Regions from separate parts of the Hordeum vulgare genome. Here region 1 is linked to region 2. Evidence: chromatin contacts called from public Hi-C data. All regions are on one chromosome and are shown on one strand. The core of a region is the stretch at or near the end of the contact, and the rest is flanking DNA. Distances in the headings are between cores, read along the strand shown.

The links. A called contact is a pair of places that touch in the nucleus more often than the background predicts.
Region 1: a Hi-C map of leaf shows a contact between it and region 2, with 10 times the contacts expected there. The contact joins the enhancer-like site here to the promoter of LOC123426430 in region 2. A contact is called at or near these places in 2 of 6 Hi-C or Micro-C datasets (leaf and seedling).

The regions. Positions count from the first base shown.
Region 1 is chr2H:405,078,937-405,083,279 of MorexV3_pseudomolecules_assembly, forward strand. No RefSeq gene overlaps it. Among protein-coding and RNA genes, the nearest start is that of LOC123426430, 170 kb to the left of the region's middle. Within about 2 kb of position 2,670, at least 3 of the 3 cell types and tissues checked have open chromatin away from gene starts, as enhancers often do. A contact at or near this core is called in leaf and seedling, where this site is marked.
Region 2 is chr2H:404,910,601-404,914,837 of MorexV3_pseudomolecules_assembly, forward strand. LOC123426430 (phototropin-2-like) reads right to left here and starts at 2,988. Exons shown (of 24, transcript XM_045110268.1): 1 at 2,725-2,988; 2 at 1,655-2,172; 3 at 1,383-1,565; 4 at 1,174-1,265; 5 at 818-1,070; 6 at 486-696; 7 at 298-368. The coding sequence starts at 2,094.

The DNA of each region.
Region 1 (4,343 bases), core at 1,420-3,919, 170 kb after region 2:
AGCACCCTCTGGTCGAAAATCCTAGTGCTCTAACAACCCAACTATGGAATTTACATGTTTGGTACTTGGAGGCCGCAAGGCAAAAGAGAGACTGTATCATGGCGGCAGTTCAGGATCAACACTACTTCGGAGAGTACGGTGTGGAGGTTGGGTTCGATGATTTTTTCCAGATGTACAATCAACGTGCCCTCGACAAAGCTATCGTCAGCTGCTACTGTTTGTAAGTGATCTATTTGTGTAATTTAATTATTTAGTTAAGCTCGCGTTCATTGCCCGTATAATTATCACTCACGAGACATTCTTTTTGTACGTTACTATGCAGAATGAAGATTCGTGAATGCAGGCTGGCAGGAATCTGGGACTTTGGGTTCATTGAACCGTATTCGTTTCATCAAGAGACAATAGAAAAATTCAACAAGGATACACCGGATGATTTGCTAAGGTTTTTGAAGCGACAAAGTACCAAAAAAGAAATACTTTGGCCCTACGGATTCAAGTGAGTGTTACTGTCTTGTACACATTCCATTTTGCTTACCTGATGTTAAGTGTAATTGATGAGTATGCATGACTGCGTGTGTACACGTGCGCAGGTCCCACTTCATATAGTTCATCATTAGAATCGATCAAGGACAAGTTGAAGTCTGGGACCCGTTAACCTGGGACGCTGACAAATGGAAGAGCGCGCGTCAGATGCTTCAAAGGTATATATATATCGGCCTCTTTCGTTCATCGGCCTCTTTTTCGTTCATTTCCTGATATCAAGTAAGTAATAATTAACTCTTGTATTCATTTTTCTTTGTCGGCCAGGGTTTGGCAAATGTTCATCAAGGAAGAACCCGGTACATGGGCAGACAAGCTCCACTTTCAGATTAACAAAGTAAGTAGTACTACGTGCCCTGGTTTCAATACCATTACCATTCTCTTGATTATTATTAATTTGACTGAATTATGTTCTCGTATATAGGGCGTCCCGCAACAACCACAGGGCACTGATTATTGTGGATACTACGTTTGCGAGTACATTCACAGGATTATCAATGAGAAATCCCGTACTTTCAGAAATCTAGAGGTACGTAACCGGATCTTCACAACTTTATTTATGTTGCCATCAATTATGTTTAGTTTTGTTCATAACTTAATTGTTTTCATCTACTTCTTTTAAAGCTGCAACGAAAGCGGGCGATGCTCAGACCAATCCAACGTTGCAAGGCAGTTGCAGAGGAATTGGCAGGATTTCTCCTCACGCAAGTCATAGATGAAGGCGGAGAATTTTTCCATCCTATGAACCAATAGCCAGCTCCCTTCTCTATGCAAGTATACAGCTATAGGAAACGAACTTCAAATTATGTAATGATAATCGGTCCAGTACTTCGTGTTACATGTAAATATGTACTTTTATTTGGTGCATCAACATTTAACCGCAAACACGGAATCGGAAACACTTAACCGCAAACACGGAATCGGTGTTTCCGGATACGTGTTTCCGATTACGTGTTTCCGTTTCCGTGTTCGTAAAAAACGGAACACGGACACATGGAATCGGAAACACGGAATCGGAAAGACGTAAACGGAAATACGAAACCGGAAACAGGTAAACGAAAACCCTTAAAATACGGAACACGGAAACACCGAAATACGGAATCGGAAACCCTGAAAAGAAAAGGGAAAAAAAAGAAAAAAAACCATTAGGACCGGTTGGTGTTACCAACCGGTTCTAAAGGTCCTCCGCCTGCGCGCACTCTTCGGCGCCCACGTGGAGGCCTCTAGCACCGGTTTGTAAGAGACCGGTGCTAAAGGGGGGGGGGGGGGGGGGCTTTAGTCCCGGATACGTAGCACCGGATGTGTATCCGGGTCCAAAGGCCCTTACCAACCGGTTCTAATACCCCTTTCTCCACTAGTGAAGATGGATCCACATACACAAGGTTCCAAATAAGACAAGTTACACTCTTGAAGCGTTACACCATGCGACAGGTACATCGACACTTTGGTCGTCCACTATTACGTGGTCACCCATGTTGGTTCCTTGCATACGGATGGTGGTGGCGGCCGCGTGTAGGCCTTCACGCCCGGCGTGGGTGTTGGTGGCGGCGGCGCATTGGTCTCCATGCTGGTCGTGCTTTCGGCCAACACATGTGTGAGGACATACCACCATGCTTCCCCTTGGAGCGCATACTACTCGTACTACCATTGGTTGGCCTCCTCAAGGCCATCCAGGTAGGTGTCTTGCTCCTCCTTCTTCACCAGCACCGACGGTGGTGGCCCAACCGGTGAAAAGGGTGAACCCATGCCTTGACGCTGGTATGCCTCTTGTTCGCTAGCGAACCACACATCCCAGTACGGGAAGTCCATCGCATAGTCGGGGCAGGCACGCAGCTCCTGATCTAGGCCAACACGACAGTGGCAGATCTCCTCCATTCGCTTGCAGGCCGACTATGGCACCGCAGGCATCAGCAGCCTATCGGGGTTTAGGTGACAGTCGGGGGGTAAATTCCTATTCGGCCATAGCGCCGGGATGCGGTGCTTCTAGTGGTAGTGTCATCTATGTACATGTAGGTATAGTCGGACGCTCGTGCGCTGAGGCTGGCGTGTGGCGGTGACATGATGATAGTGAAGCTAGCCGCTCGCACTCCCGACGAGGATGACGCCTCATGGTCGTGCTTGCTGCTCATGCGTTGAGGCTGGCGTGTGGGTCCAAACGCGCTCGTGTCCATTTAATATGACGAGTGGTGGTAGGTGGATGGTCAAAGTGCGGTGCCATGCGTAAGCTGAGCGGACAAGCTGGCGTCCATCTCCTATTCGCATGAACACAAATTGGAGCCAATTTGAGTTGGAAATGCGTTTGGACGGACGTCATGGGACATAAATTGGGGATGCATTTACGTGTTGGGCCAACATTTCTATCCGTACATTAGCGAATCAAATGGGTCAACACGTTGGAGTTGGCCTTATCTCATACTACTAGGAATTTTAGAATTCTTGCATCACTTTTTACCCTTTATTTTCCATGACAACCGCAAGAACTTCGAAAAAATACGTGTTCGCGCAGGCCAAGTTTTAAAAAGAGAAGGTGATTTTGAGCATTGAATATAATACAATATTTGTAAGTGAAAATGATGCTACTTAACACCATAATAATCTATCATTCAGAGAAGATCATGTTGGAAGAAAACCAGGCATGCAGATCCTCCTAGAGGATAAGACGACATGCGGTATGAGAGTCACCCACTCGTACTGATGCTCATAACATATGGCACCACCATCATCTAGTTAACTATTTAACAATTGTGTGATGAGAACTCGCAAAGAAGGAACAAAGAGGCCAAAAGTCAGGATGGGAATCAACCGAGTCGGCCCATCGAGTTGCTGATCCGATCCAAAAACTTGAGTCCAATGGGTTTGTGTGTTGGTCTCAAATGAGATTTGGATCAACAAAGCCGGCACCGGGTGACCCGTTAGATGAAATGGGTCAGCCCACCTTATAGTCTTATATATCAAAATAGCTCCAATTTCCGTCACACCTACGTTGTCACATGACATAATTTTGTGATGCAACCGGTCGTATAATGCTCGTGTATATGAATGATACGTCTCCTACGTATCTATAATTTTTGACTGTTCCATGATATTATATTATCAATCTTGGATGTTTTATAAGAATTTATATGATTTTTTATATCATTATTGAGCACTAACCTATTAACCCAGTGCCTAGTGCCACTTGTTGTTTTCTGCATGTTTTTGTCCTTTCAAGAATACTATGCCAAACGAAGTCCAAATGCCCTAAAACTTTTTGATGATTTTTCTAGAAAACAGTAAGACCGAGAAGCTTTGGAGGTAGAACGGAGGCCACACGAGATTGGGCCAAGCCAACAGGGTGCGCCCAAGGGTGGCGGTCGCGCCCATATGGCCTGGGGCAACTTCCCACGGCCTCTGGCCCTGATCTCTTTTATACAAATTCACTTATTTGGGGAAAACCCCTAGAGAGCCTCCCGACACACTTTTTTCGCTGCCACAAACTTCAGTTCTGCCATGTTCCCATCTGTAGCCCTGTTGCAGTGTCCTGTCGGAGGGGGATCAATCACGGAGGGCATCTACATTAATCTTGCTGCTCCCATGATGATGTGTGAGTAGTTTACCACAGACCTACGTGTCCGTAGATAGTACCTAGATGTCTATCTCTCTTTCTCTATATGATTTTCATTGCCAAGATCACCACGATTCCCTAGTGATCTATCTTATGTCATCACTCTTGTGCGGTGCGTTTGTTGGTATTCGATGAATTACAAGTTTATGTTCAAATTATTCATGAAAGTATATTGAGTCTTTGCTAATCTTTTATATAT
Region 2 (4,237 bases), core at 1,738-4,237:
TATTTATTTTACTGTTCATGAGAGAGCATGCGAGCTCGGTATGAAAAGGGCACTTTCAGAGGTTTTGAATCTTTTCAAGCGTGGATCGTTTGTCACAACGGTAAAGTTGCAGTGACATATGTAACCGATTGTACCATTTTGTAGTAGGAGTAGTATATAGGAAACTACAAGTAGTATTGCACCAATATGTTTGGTTACTTCTACTCATGAATCATGATTTACAGTAGTGAGTTGAGAAGGCGATGCTTATACTCAGAGAAGGAAGTATTTCAGGATTCGTAATTTTGTTTTTCTCACCTGCAGTTCCTCCCCAGGATCTCTTCGCGCGTGTACTCCGTCAGCTCCAGGAAGCTATCCGACGCGAAAATCTGCCCGGCCCCACAAAAGACAGTTCCCTCGAACAGTTTGATCAGTAAAGTGTACACCTCAAGAATACAGTATATACTGTACGTAGTACAGTAGTGATTTGAGGCAGGGGTGCTCACAATTGGGTTGTCTGGGAGCCTCGGGTCAGTGATGACGAAGTTCTTCTCGATACGCTCGAGCGTGGTGGCCAGGTCCAGCCCCTGCCTGATGTCCTTCTCCCTCTCCGCGCGCTCCCAGCTGTTTGTGCGCTCCACCGTCATCTTCAACTCGGGAGCCTCTACCACCGCCGGCTCCCTGCTCCCCACGGAGCTCCTCTTCCCCACCTTGAACCTGCATGCACATATATACAACCTCTGCAATTGTGAGGACCAGGTTCAAATCCATTCAGTGTACACTGTACTGTACAGCAGCTGTGTGGCGATCAGGTCAGGGTCAGGGTCAGGTGACTGACCCCATGAGGGAGGAGCGGCCGGACTTGCGCCCGCTCATCATCTTGCTCATCCGCGACTCCTCCTTCTTCAGGTCCCAGTAGGGCGACTTGTAGCCGCCGCCGGTCGGGGTGGCCGGAGCCACGAGCGGCGAGCTCATCATCTTGTCCGCGTCGCTGGCCTTGGGCGGCTCCCGCTCCGGCGAGTCGGCGCGCCGGTGCTTCACTGTCTGCACGACCTCCGTCATGGACGACATGGCCTTCTCCTTCTGCCGATCTGCAGAGAATCATCAGTTTCAGCGCCGACCGAATCGAGCGAGATTCGAGAGCGACCTGCTGACGACGGACGGCCAAGGCACAAGGCAGGCAGAGTGGCTCACCGTCGTAGCGGATGAGCGACACAGGCAGCTCGTTCGGCCGCATGCGCTTGTCGCTCAGCCCTTCCGTGTACTTGCTCACCTCCACCTGCATCCTGCGCGTCCATCCAATCCATCACAAATAAGAGCGCAGCACGCACGAGCAACGACATGTCTGTCTTGATGTGCATTGGACAAGTATATATAAGGTGAAGGTGAGCGCGCGTACGTACCCGATGAACTTGATGACCTTGCCGTTGTCGTCGCGGATGGGGGTGACGGTGAGGAGATTCCAGAACGGCGTGCCGTCCTTGCGGTAGTTGAGCAGCCGGCCGCAGAAGCTCTTGCCGGCCTTCACGGCGTCCCTGATTTTGGCCACCTCGTTCTGGTCCGTCTCCGGACCCTGAAGAAACCGGCTGCACAAAAGCAGAGCTCTATCAAAGCATGCATCGCACCGCACTGACCAAGAAACCGGCGACGATGGATGGCGGAGCACAGCACGTACCAGTTGCGTCCGATGATCTCCTTGGCGGAGTACCCGGTCATGGTGTAGAAGCCGGCGCTGGCGTAGATGATGGGGATGTCGGGGCGGGTGGCGTCCGAGACGACGAACGTCTGCTGCAGGTTGGACAGCGCGTCCTTGAGCTCCTGCGACACCCGCGGCAGCGCGTCGGACGACCCGCGCCCCTCCATGGAAGGCTTGGCGCTGCCCATGCCGGTGCCGCTGCTGCTGCGGCCACGCTGCTCCGGCTTGGGCCACCACCCCTGCTGCTTGCTGCCGCTGCCTGAACCGCCCGGCTCCTCCACGATCTCCTTGCCGCTGGACAGCGACGGCGGCGTCGGGAGGGTGAAGCTGGCCTCCTCGCCGGACCCGGACCCGGACGGGAACGCCATCCACTTCTCCACTGAGTCGGCCACATCTTTCGAGCTGCCAGCGCCCGCCATGGGTTACGTCACGTGCTAGCTGTCGCGACTGATTTGATGAGCGGTGCAACTATGGTCGGCCAACCATCTGCTGAATTTCTGCATCCAAGAAGAGGAAGCAACACATAATTCAGGCATCTCGCAGTCGCAGGCAGTGTTGCTATCATCTTGTCGTAAAATTCATTCAGCAAACCGTGTCCGTGAATTGGGGAGAATGAAGAGAACTTCATCCAATACATTTGAGGCCGTGAACACGAGCAGGTGAAAAATTGAGCAACAACTTCCTACTGTAGTATAGTGACCAATCAAGGGCTCCGAACTTACCGGAAAAAAAGAAGGGCTCCGAACAAATCGAACAGGGGAACTGGATATGTATATTTTAAAGAAAAAACACAACCGAGTTTTGGGTGGGGATATGCCAAGAACTACTTCCAACGTACCGAACCTGATAGATATAGCACAGTAGAGTGTGAACCTACCCTCACTGTTCCATTATCCAAAGCAGACCAATGAAATACCGCTGGTACGTACAGCTCCAGCACGGAATACAGAGACGGCAAGCACATAAAAGGAAAGCAGCAAGACGAATCAAAGGACACAAGTGCACAGCCCAACCAAAAAGAGCAAAAAGCAGAGGAGGATCAACCCAACCTTGAGGTGCGGCAGCTTCCAATGGCAGAGCAGCTGGATGGTAGCTATACAGACGAGACGACCAATCTATCTAGTCCGTGCAGAATCAGGTGCTCCCCCGAAAGCAGAGCGGCAGCGGAAAAGAATGGCGCAAGGGAGAGGATAATGCAATCCTGCCCGTGGTCGACTCACGGACGTCGCCTCGCCCCCTGGCGCTCGCGTTTTGTGGCCAGCGATGGAGGCACGTACGGAACCCGGCCGGTGCGACACGGGGAGGCGTCGTCGCCAGCGAGCGAGCGGGCGAGGCATCGTGCGGACGCGTTTTGCCCCGGGGTGGGGCGCGGGGGTGGTGGCGACGGCGACGGGGAGATTTTTTCGGGGCGGGTGTGCGGCCACGGGAGCGCGCGAGGGGATCCAGTGGATGACGGTCTGCCGGGGAGGTCCGCCTGAGCGTCGCTGTCGCGAGCTTGTTCTTGTTCCCGGACGGCGACGGGCGAGACCAGGGTGGCCGGCTGCTGTGGATAGCTAGGAACAATCGGGTACAAATACCATGGGACGACACGACGTTACAAATTGCGCCTTCTCAGCTTGTGCCTTCTCAGATCTTCCTTTTTAGCACTAGATACATAGAGATTTAACAAGGAAGGGTACGGTTTTGCGCCCGCGTTTTTACAAACCTATGATGATTGCAGATGGCTGGGTTGCGCTTGGGGTTTGTTGATAAGACATCCGCTAAGCTTTTCTTATGGACCGCCCGGCGCCCGCTCAGCGTGGTTATTAGGAGAAGAGAGACAAAACGGGTGCACTGATCTATGAAAAAGAAAACTGAATGAGATAGATGTCCTCTAACACTTGCAGATCTTTTGCCGATTATCACCTCTAGTTATACGTGGGCTACTTCGGGCCGGACCAAAAAAAACCGATGCTAAAATTCCAGGGCCGAGCCCGGCCCGGCCCGACCATCGGGCAAAAATATTGGACCCAAGCCCGGTCCGAACAAGAAAAAGCCCGACTGGGCCCAATCGGTCTGGCCCGGCCAATGGCTTAAAAATAACATTCCTCAAGCCCGAGCCCGGCCCGGTCCGTTCATTGGGCTCAAATTCCACGCGTGAGCCCGGCATGATGGCAAGTATAGGCCCGACCCGGCCCGAAATTTTTGGGTCGGGTCGGGTCGGGCCGTCCTGGGTTGCCCATGGCCAAGTATACCTCTAGTACTACCGGTTGGCAGATCCGATTAGCGCAATCTCAAACTTTGGTATTGATGTTGATATATGTTGAGTTAATTGCAAAAAACCACCACATTGAAGCGTAGGATTGCAGAAAACACTCATATACACATTCGTTGCAGAAAACACATGAAGTGTGCCTAATTTTTTTTTGCAAAAAACACTGACCCGTCTGTTGGAGCGTTTTAAGCACAATTATGACATGTAGGGCCCATTTCTGGTGACGTGGCATCACGGAGAGGCACTAATGCCGTCGAACGTTGCCGCTAGCTCCGTCGACACGCTGGCTCGGTCAAAACTGAACCCAA